Linked DNA regions of Mus musculus: regions 2 and 3 are each linked to region 1. The links are chromatin contacts, called in public promoter capture Hi-C and targeted proximity ligation maps. All regions are on one chromosome and are shown on one strand. The core of a region is the stretch at or near the end of the contact, and the rest is flanking DNA. Distances in the headings are between cores, read along the strand shown. Region 1 holds the start of Ly6d (lymphocyte antigen 6 complex, locus D). Region 2 has its middle 12 kb from the start of Ly6c1. Region 3 holds the start of Ly6g2 (lymphocyte antigen 6 complex, locus G2).

Region 1 (3,429 bases), core at 505-3,004:
GGAACAGCCAAGTCTGAGGGGCAGACAATAGTGTTCCCTGCCCTGTGTCCCATTCATCCCACTTCTTGGGCAATATTCTTCTGCCAACATCTCCAAGGGGGAAATTAGATCTCAGCCCCAGACCCCGGAAGCTGTGAACCAGGACCTAGAGGGCCCATGTTCTCAAAGCAGTGGCTCCGCATGAAGTGGGTACGGACAGCAGACAGTGAGGGAACTGATGGTGCCTGTGCCCATTCTATGTGTAACTGCCTCCAAGTTCCAGCCTGGCCACCTCCAACAGGACCCTTGTTGAGTGCCTCAATACCCACAAGTGCTCCTGCCACCGGAATCACAGAGTCTTCTAAGGACAAATTTAGTATGTGGCTCTTTTATACTTCTATAGAGCACAGCTGGGAACAGACAGCTGACACATCCTCCTAGCAGATCTTCCAAGGACAAAGACCCTTCTCACCATGGATCTCACAGATCCAAGACCCAACATGAAGGCTGAGGTCCCTGGGAGCAAGCAAGCATGCCGATACATCCTCCTACCCAGGGTGTAAGTGTGAAGCCTGTTGCACCCTGCTCTCAATCTCAGGCCCAGACTCCCCATTTCTTGTCTGCCCTTCATTCCCAGACCCCAGAACTCCACTGAGCCCAGGAGTAGCTCCAAACCTGTTTTTCCAGCAGTTTTCCAATGACTCATCTTCCCCTGTTTGCCAACTCTTCTGTCACCGCCCTGTCACGGAGTCCCAAGTTCTGTTCCCAAGGCTCAGAACCACCCTCCTATCCCTCTGCCCACTCATTCTCCCTATGTCTGATGTATTCAGGGAAGAGGGGCTGGAGCTGTACGGGCCTTTCCAAGGAAGCAGGGACCCTGAATTTCAGGCCTTTCCTGTGGCCTTCCAGGTGCCATAAGCAAATCCAGGGGAGGCAGATATTACCTAGCAACACAGGGGAAGGCTTGGGACAGAGCTGGACCTTCTCCAGGGGCTCTTATCCAAGTGACTTCCAGATTCCAGGTCCTGCCAAGTCCAAAACCTGCCTCAAGAAGAACCACATGAAAGTTCTAAGGACACTTGTCCGCTGACCCCAACAAGTAGCCATAGCTTTGCTTCACTTGATCTGGGATCTTCATAGCCCTAACCTGGCCATACCCAGCACACACAGAGACTCACTTCTCTCTCCTGACCCCACAGTCACCTCCACAAGGACCATTTGTTTCCCCTGGGGTTGGGTCCTTGATCCAAGTCCCCACTGGGTCAACGATGCACTGAGCCCAGAGCAGAAGAAGGTGCTCTGCGCCTCCCAACCTGTAGGTATTGAGACTTCCAGCATAGGCTGTGACTGAAAGAGTTACCCAGTGGTGATTAGATGCCGAGAGTAACAGACAGAAACAGAAAGGCAAAGACAAGGTGACCCAGGTACAGGCACGCAATCCACAAGGAAACGGAGAGCCAGAGAGAGCGGCAGAGACAACAGCAGGAGGGATGGAGACTCAACAGCATCCAGTGTCTGGAGCAAGAACCAGAATGGTCTGCCAGGCTTCTGACCACAGCCAACCCTGCTCAGGAAGGCTGCGGGGCTGAGGGGACCAGGCACTCCAGTCCCTCCAGGTGGCAGAAGCCAAGCCTGTACTGAGGGCATGGGGCCAGGAAGGGTGGGGTGGACCTGATTTGCATGCTGCTTTCTGGCCTGCCCTCGATCCTCCCACAGCTCCTGTCTCATCTATAAGATCTGGGGAGAGAAAGGGTCCCCAGTGCTTCCAGATGATGTTTAGGATGAAGACAGCTCTGCTCGTCCTCCTTGTCTTGGCTGTGGCCACTAGCCCAGGTGAGCGGCTGCACTTGGGGGCTGGGAAGGGGTGGATAGCTTTGTCTAGATGCTAGACACTCATCCCTAGGCAGGCTGGGCTTGACAGAATGTCATCAAATGAGGGAAGATGGAATTTAGGCTCGGAGAACGCTAGGGGTGCTTGGCTCTTAACATTTAAAACAAAATGAGTTTGATATCTTAACTCACCGGATCTTAAAATCACACTATTTCAGAATCAGGCAATTTTTGCACTAACTCTTAGAAAAGGGGCATTTTGAGAGAGAGGAGAGCTGGAGATATCTTGAGAGGTTTCCCTTACTGCCTTTGCCACCTCTTATCTGTCCTGGGCAACACTAGGGTGGTCAAGTCCCTCTTTCTCCGGGCTCTTCAGAATTCAGACCTTTGGTGTGGAGGACACTTAGCAAAGACCAGGAATCTCCTGAGGTTCTTGAAAAGTCTCTCTTCTCCGTACTCCCTCTGCTTTCTCACCTCTGCCCAGGGGTGGCACTGACTAGAATGTCCTCTCTAGGGCTTTAAGGAATATCTAGACACCCTCTGAGCCAAACACAGGCACGAGCTTTGTGGCATCTGGGGCAGAGGTTAGGGTGACAAATTCCGAAGGCTCTGGTTGGGGCAAAGACCTTTACTTGACTGACTCAATAACCCTCATCCTTCAGCCTGGGCACTTCGATGTCACGTGTGCACCAACAGTGCCAACTGTAAGAACCCTCAGGTCTGCCCGTCCAACTTCTACTTCTGCAAAACCGTCACCTCAGGTGAGTGGCAGCCCAAGTCCCTCAGGGCCAAGAGATCAGCCCTAGGCTTGATCCTGGGAATGGGCCAGTCGTGGTGAAAGTGGTGGTCAAGAGTGGGTGATGCTCGGTGGGAGCCAGGGTACACTAAGTCAGGCCTGATGCCCTTTTCCTTTCTGTGTGCAGTGGAGCCTCTGAATGGGAACCTGGTGAGGAAAGAGTGTGCAAACTCATGCACCTCCGACTACAGCCAGCAGGGCCATGTCAGCAGTGGTTCCGAGGTCACACAATGCTGCCAGACTGACCTATGCAACGAGAGGCTGGTCAGCGCTGCACCTGGACATGCCCTGCTCAGCAGTGTCACCCTGGGCCTGGCAACGAGCCTCAGCCTGCTCACTGTTATGGCTCTCTGCCTGTAATGTACTGCTTGGAATTTCCCTTGCCCCTTCCCTTCTAGTCGTCAGTGTCCCCACGGCCCATGCTTTAGCCATGATGGAGGCACCAGGCGCTAAGGCTGGGGGATACCCTTCAAGGCTGGGGCTGGGTCTTGGTGGGCACCAAGAGCTGATGACATATATAGCACAGTGCCTCCCCCAGGACAGGAAGATGTGGCTTGTGTCCCAGCATGGAAGATGGGGGACAGACATGCTTCCACCCCTCTGATTTTGTACTTGTTCCAGTTATTTTTTTTCTACTTGGAAATAAATGATCTAACAATACTGTGGCTGTGTGGAGTCGTGAGTGGGATAGTAAGTTTTCTGGTACATGTTACCCTGGGCAAGCCTGGGCAGCATGCAGTAGCTCCTGGCACTGGACCTGAAAGGCACCTCCATCTTGGAAGGGGCAAACTCTCTCCAAGTCCCATGTGGGGAGGAAGGACAGT
Region 2 (3,458 bases), core at 830-3,329, 300 kb before region 1:
AATAGGCATGAAATTGTCTGTGGAGGGATGGTGACACTACCTGTGGAGGGACAGAAAGGCAGGCTTACAGAGAGCACAGACGCGCTGGGCTTTTTACCTGGGCACAGGGATTATGGCCATGCGTCCTCCTGTTTGAACAGTAAGTGCTCTTCCTCAGGAGCCACTTCCCCAGCCCAGGCTGGGCTCACACTCATGTTCTTCCTGCTCGCCTGTCCCCAGCGCTGGGACTGCAGGTCAGCACAACCACAGCCGCTTAAGGCTTTTTTCCTAAGTCCGGGGTCTCTGTTATTGCTTGGATTCTGATGTAAGACACCATCACCAAGTCTAGGTCCATGGAGTTCTCCTGTTTTGTAACAACTGTAGTTTTGTAACTGAATGCAGTGGTTTTGCCCCAAAGAAACTGCTCATATATGCCTGGAAAAAGAGGAAATGAGAGTCCTGGAGCTCATCTTTCTAAACAAAGCTGGAGGGTAAGGGAGAGACTTAGACTTTGGAGGCTGAGCTCTATGTCAGGGCAGAAGGGGCCCAGCCTAAATCCCAAATTCAACTGCAGAGAGGAGCGCCCCTAGAGGCCGAATGTATCATGACAACCAGCGAGTTTAAGGTCTGGATGAGTGAAGACAGGAGCTTTGGGCTGGTTCTAAGTGGCTTTCTTTGAAGGGCATTATCTGAAACAAAGAAGCACAAAAACTGAAAATTAAACAACTTTCCTCCTTAAAAGCGGAAGAATTTGTCATTGAGTGACTGCTTAGCTCTTGAGATGAAGCTATGGATCTATTTGATGATTTTAATTATTTTATTTTACTAATTTTTTGGTGTGTTGTGTGAGGTAAGGATCACTCCATTCACAGTACTCAGCTATTCCAGAGTCAGCTGTGGAAACACTATTATTGTCGACACGGACAGACATGGCCCTACTGTTAATAATCACCCAGCATGTACATGGGTTTGTGTGGGCTTCTCGACTCTACTCATACCTGTCTGTATTACACTGGTTTTTGTTTTTGTTTTTGTTTTTGTTTTGTTTTGTTTTGTTTAGTTTGAGACAGAATTTCAAGTAACCCATGAACATTCTAAGACTTTGAGGATGCTCTTGAACTTCTGATCCTATCTCCCCTGGCTTTGGAGTCCTGGGATTATAGAATTGCACCAGAAAATTCTGTGACTCTTCCAATTTCATGTGAATTTCAGTAGGAACCACTCCTTGCCTTTTTCATCCCCTCCCTCTCCTCCCTTCCTTCCTTCCTTCCTTCCTTCCTTCCTTCCTTCCTTCCTTCCTTCCTTCCTTCCTGCCTTCCTGCCTTCCTGCCTTCCTGCCTTCCTGCCTTCCTGCCTTCCTGCCTTCCTGCCTGCCTGCCTGCCTCCCTCCCTCCCTCCCTCCCTCCCTCCCTCCCTCCCTCTCCTCCCTCTCCTCCCTCTCTCCTTCCCTTCCTTCTCTCCTGTCTCTCCACCCTCCACCTGACAATCTGAGTTTGAGCCTGGAATCCACACAGTAGAAGAAGAACTCCTTTAAGTTGCCTTGTGACCTGTACACATGCACTTGTTACACGCACATGTGCACATAAACATACACGATTAATAAATAGTAATTATTAATTAATTAAAATATTTCCTATTTTTAAGCCTCAAACACACTTCCATTTTTAGGCCTTCCTTCATTTATTTCACTTCATTGCTTTTAATATCCTAAGCTTGTGCCACTTTGTTTAAACATATGCCTAGGTGTTTGCTTCTTCTCTAGGTTATTGTAAAAAGAAGTGTTCTCTTCACTTCTTCTTGCTCTTCCTTGGTAGTCTATAAAAAACAAAAAATCCCTGGCTTTGTGTGTTGACCTCATATCCTGTATTTTGGCTGACTTTCTCCCTTAGCTCTTCCTATTATTACAGGACCTTACTGATGGAACATTCTGCTTTTCCAGGTAAATCCTTTAATAGAGGGTGTGGAGAGCAGGGCATGGAGAACACACCTATGATCCCAGTACTAAAGGACTTCAAGTTCAAGGCCAGACTGGCTTACAGAGGGTTGGAGGTAAGAGCCTGAGAGCCTTGTGGACAGAGGTAGTTCCTCTGCTTGGCCAGCAGGTGGCATCTTCTCCTCCAGTCTTCAGGTGGTTAGCTCTGCACATCTCCATGCCCTGATCTCCTCTATTCATAGATCAATTGAGTTGGGAATGATCTTCTTTAAATGCCTCATTTTATCTTAGTTAATAGCCCTGTGACAATCCAGGCTAGGTGCTAGGGCTCAGGGTTTCAACACATGTGGCTGCAAATTTTGAAGGTTGAAAAGCTGCTTTAAACTTTCTTCAGTTGTGTATTGTTGTTTGTACTGGTTTTTATATGCTTGGCCCAGGGAGTTGTACCGTTAGGAGGTATGGCCTTGTTACAGTAGATGTGTCACTGTGTACGTGGGGTTTAAGACCCTCTTATTAGCTCCCTGGAAGGCAGTCTTCTTCTAGGTGCCTTCAGAATAAGAGGTGGAACTCTAAACTTCTCTAACATCACATCTGTCTGGATGATGTCATGTTCCCACCTTGATGATACTGGACTGAACCCCTGTAATTAGTCAGGGTTCTCTAGCATCACAGAACTTATGGGTGGTCTCTATATAGTAAGGAAAGTTGTTAATGACTTACAGTTTGTAGTCTAACTCCCCAACAATGGTCAGTAGAACCTGTGAAAGAAAGTCCAAAGATCTAGCAATTATTCAGTGCCACAAGGCAAACAGACAAACGAGAAAATCTTCCTTCTTCCAATGTCCTTATGTTAGACTCCAGCAGAAGGTGTGGCCCAGATTAAAGGTATGTGCCACAATGCCTAGATCTGGGCCTTGCTTTGTCCCAGATGACCTTGAACTCAGAGACCTCCTTGCTTTAGTCTCCTGGGATTCATAGCCACTATGCCTCAAGATCTCCATGCCAAGATTCAGGTCAGAAACTTGCATGTCCCAGCGTCAAGATCAGGGTCATAGAAGAGCCTTCCAATTCAGGATGGTAGTGCATTCCAGATATCGTCAAGTTGACAACCAGGAATAGCCACTACAATCCATCCCTTCTCAACTTGACATAAAGAATGTCTCATGTCCACTTGAAACAATAAGAAGGTCATGAATATGCCTAACATGATACAACTATCCCCTCTATAATCCCAAATGCATTTTTAAATTTAAATGGGCCAATGTCCCTTAGGAACATTTTTTTGTATCTCAACTTAAATACCAATTGACTTCACAGAAATTGGAGAAAGACAAATGTGTTCTTAACAAAATAAAAGAGAAACATTCATATTACTTTATAATCCTCATTTTTGCCAATTGTTACATGGACTTAGCTGTTATTTATAACTACCTTCCTCTACAACCCATTCTGTATTTCCTCCACCCTCAGCAAGCATCTCAGCAGGCTTAGGCTCTTTTCCTGGAGGATTGACACATGCCTTCATTCCTGATGGGTCTGCATCCTT
Region 3 (3,319 bases), core at 248-2,747, 450 kb before region 1:
AAAGCCACACTCAGCCACCTTTTATAGGCCACAGGGCACATACCCACAATAACTTCTTCTTCCTGAGTAACACAGAATCCATCAGAGTAGGGGCAGGTCATTGTTTTGCAGGAAGTCTCAAGTGGGACCCCCAGGCAACAGTAGCACTCCAGCCCCTGAGCTGAGAAAGAAGACAATACATGAGTGCTAGGGCATGCCCTTCCTAGGCCAAACATGTCCTCTCAATGTCTTTAAGTCCACACAGCTGCTGGCCACTAGAACAGAGCAAGGACATTGCTGCCCATTCACCTCCACGAAAAGCAAAAGCAAAACAAGAGCATCCATTGTTCAAATGTGCTCTGTACTGCTGTCTCAACTAGCCAGCCCCACAGAAGAGACCTGCACCCCTAGAGGTATTTGAGACACATTCACCATATTGGGAAGACATAGATACCAAATGTCTGCTGAACCTGTGAGTGGGTGTGTAAGTAGTTACTGGGGCCCTCAGATGGAGAGGGCTCTTCTGACCTGTCCCACCCTTAACATGCAGAGCTGGCCCCTGGTTATTGGCCCATGACAGATCACATAACTTCCCACTGTCCAGCTCAAAGCTGAGGCTCACTATGAGGCTTCCCCAAATAAAGATGTGACTAGAAGTATAGAGGCATCTGAGAGCTCAGAGCTCTTAGAGTTGTGAAGTTCTGGCATTCAGGTCTCATTGGCTGGGGCAAAAGGAAAAGCCAAATGTCAGGCATTAAGGATTCCACACCACTTAACTTGGCAGCTGGGAGGAAAAGAAGGCTCTGCCAGTTTGTGTGCACACAGGCCAGTGTCCTGACTGGGAGGCCAGGGCAGCAGGGTAGAGTCTAAGGACAGACTGCTCTGGTGGCCAGGGTTCCTGGCACAGGTAGTGAGGTCCAAGAGTCCTTCTGGCATGTTTTGATTGTTGCAAAGCAGGGTCTGGTTTACAGACCCAGTAAAGCACCCCAGCACAGGAGGCTTCACCCACCACAAGCAAATCCCCAGTCGACTGGCCACAGCATACCCAGGGTCCTGGGCACACAATAGGAGTACCTACAACCCTGAGGCCCTTTTCCATCTCCATTGTACCCTCCTGCTCCTCTCCCATTTTCCATCTCACCTCCTTCTGCACACAATAGGGCCACAAGAAGGATGAACACACAGGTCCTTGTAGCATGAGAACTGTCCATCCTTGGAGAAAGGGTACACAGATAAAACCTTGGAAGTTGGAGCCAGTTAATAAATCACCAATCACATCCCTGGGCTCTCACAGAGCTCAGGCATCCAATCTTCCCTCCCTCCAACCCCCACACAGCTTTCACCAAGGAATACATGTCTGTCTACTTCTCTCACCCACCACCCACCCAGCGTTTCCTTCATAATCCCACACTCCCACCACAGCCCTATCCTGAGGGCTCTTCCCTTTGTCACCTAGCAGCTCCCTCCTGACACCAGTCCTTACTTCCTCCCGGACCAGGTTGCAGGCACAGTGGAAAGGTCAATCAGATGTGGACTGAAGTACTTTACTCTTTCCCCAGCTCCTCCCAGCTGGATTCCTGAAAAGGGAGGGGCTTCAGTACTTACTTCCTTCTGACCATCATGTTTATTTTGTAAGAGATAGCATGGTTTGTTGGTGACCTAGTCAGCTAGATTTATATCAGTTGGTGAGGGACAACCACTCAGTTGGGGCGGGACCATTATTCAGGAGGACTAGGATGTCAGAAGAGCAGGGGCCACAGGTGACTTGTGCTTGCCATTCAGAAAGCAAGGTAAGGGGGCAAATGTTTGTGAACCTACAACCTCTCATGCCTTTCTCACAGCGGCTGGCTCCTTTCTATTCACTTCTATAAGATTCGGGATGCACTTTAGACTTTCCTCTTAGGTCAGATGTTAGGCACGTCTGATTAGGTTCTCTCCTATCTTTTACAAGCCCTAGGCAGAGGGGAGAGGAAGCCAGAGAAACGGGCAGTTTACATTGTTGGAACTAAAGTCCACAGATTCTTTCTCATTATTTTTTCCTTTTAGTCTTGAAGGCTGGGTTTGAGAGATGAGAGATGGCTTGCAGATACTTTGGTACCTGTTGGAGTGGCTAGATCACGGCACAAAGCCCCTCTCTGATGGATATTAGAGCAGGGTGGGGGGAAGAGATTTAACTATAATTTGACTTCTAAGTTACAACAATAGTGGGCCGATGATGTCCAGATAGCTTCCTTACCAAGAATAAAAAGACTAGTGAGAAATAGTTGTCTAAATAATATCACAGATGGATTCAAATCTAATGTATAGGGAGTGTGATCTCCTGAATTGTTTAAAAAGAATATACCTTACTTTTAAAAAGAATTATGTTTTCACCATATGTAATAGCATTCATATTCTCATGTGCTTTTAAATTTTTAAAATATTTTTAAATTAAGCTGTTACATCATTTCCCCCTTCCTTTCCTCCCATATAACCCACTTGGACTCCCAAATTTTATTTTATTGTTGTTATCCCCAAACAAAAACACTTGAACACATATGTTCCTGACTATATAAATACAAGGTGCTCAGGCTGTATAATGTTAGTTGTAGGAATCTGATTTCAGAGCTGAGTACTTGGCCTTAGTTTGGGAGCTCTTCCCCATGGAAGACTGTTTAACTCTCACAATTACTTTTTGGTACCTGCAGTTCTTTGTCTAAGGCTGGGACCTACAAGGTTTACCCTTCTGTGATAGCGGGTCTGTCTGTTTTTGTTATCTGGAGCCAAGTCTTGTTTAGGCAGCCATGCTGTCAAGATTTCATAGGTATGAGAACACTTCCTACTTGTCAGGGTCAAAGGGACTGCCACTCTCCCAAATTCTGGCACCCATTTCCTTCTTTCCCAAACCAGTCATTCATCATTGCTATCAGAAGGGACAAGTGGCACTCTGTGGTACCTACTGGCATACCAAGACAGGCCCTGGCCTTCAGGCTCCCTCAGTACCTGTGGCTCCTCTCAGCTGTTCTCACCTGACCCCTGTCCTAAACATCCCTTGCTTCTCATTCCTATATAACCCTGCCATTTGAACCATGAACCTTCTTGTCCCCCCCCCTTCCTTTTGCTCTCTCCTTTTGTCTTCCTCTCTTTTTCATCCTCCATCACTCCCCCCCCCACCCACCCATGGCATGTTTGGTCTACTCTTTTCCGAACTCCTCCAGATGCCTCTAGCTGTACTCTCCTTCACATCTTCAGTAAAGCCTTCCCCTCAACCATACCTTAGAGCAGTCAGGCCCTCACATTACACACTGTTTCCTGGGCTCTTAGAGTTTTCCCACTTTTCCCATCTTCTTCAGTAAACTCC

What was found. Capture Hi-C pulls out chosen DNA fragments and counts their contacts.
Region 2: a targeted proximity ligation map of regulatory T cells shows a contact between it and region 1, with 7 times the contacts expected there. A contact is called at or near these places in 11 of 39 promoter capture datasets (the 3T3-L1 cell line, 3T3-L1-derived adipocytes, the C10 cell line and 6 more), 5 of 484 Hi-C or Micro-C datasets (cerebral cortex, embryonic stem cells, nephron progenitors and 2 more), 14 of 130 datasets of targeted methods (Th17 cells, cardiomyocytes, embryonic stem cells and 6 more) and 3 of 9 other capture datasets (adipose tissue, liver and macrophages).
Region 3: a contact with region 1 is called in a promoter capture Hi-C map of liver, with 4 times the contacts expected there. A contact is called at or near these places in 10 of 39 promoter capture datasets (the 3T3-L1 cell line, 3T3-L1-derived adipocytes, HPC-7-derived erythroid cells and 5 more) and 2 of 9 other capture datasets (liver and macrophages).

Annotation. Positions count from the first base shown.
Region 1 is chr15:74,761,892-74,765,320 of GRCm38.p6, reverse strand. Ly6d (lymphocyte antigen 6 complex, locus D) reads left to right here and starts at 1,754. Exons shown (of 3, transcript NM_010742.1): 1 at 1,754-1,812; 2 at 2,472-2,570; 3 at 2,733-3,265. The coding sequence starts at 1,761. The coding sequence ends at 2,965.
Region 2 is chr15:75,059,337-75,062,794 of GRCm38.p6, reverse strand. It overlaps the pseudogene Gm5960. Among named protein-coding and RNA genes, the nearest start is that of Ly6c1, 12 kb to the right of the region's middle.
Region 3 is chr15:75,214,556-75,217,874 of GRCm38.p6, reverse strand. Ly6g2 (lymphocyte antigen 6 complex, locus G2) reads right to left here and starts at 1,497. Exons shown (of 5, transcript NM_001371105.1): 1 at 1,463-1,497; 2 at 1,121-1,191; 3 at 44-160. The coding sequence starts at 1,190.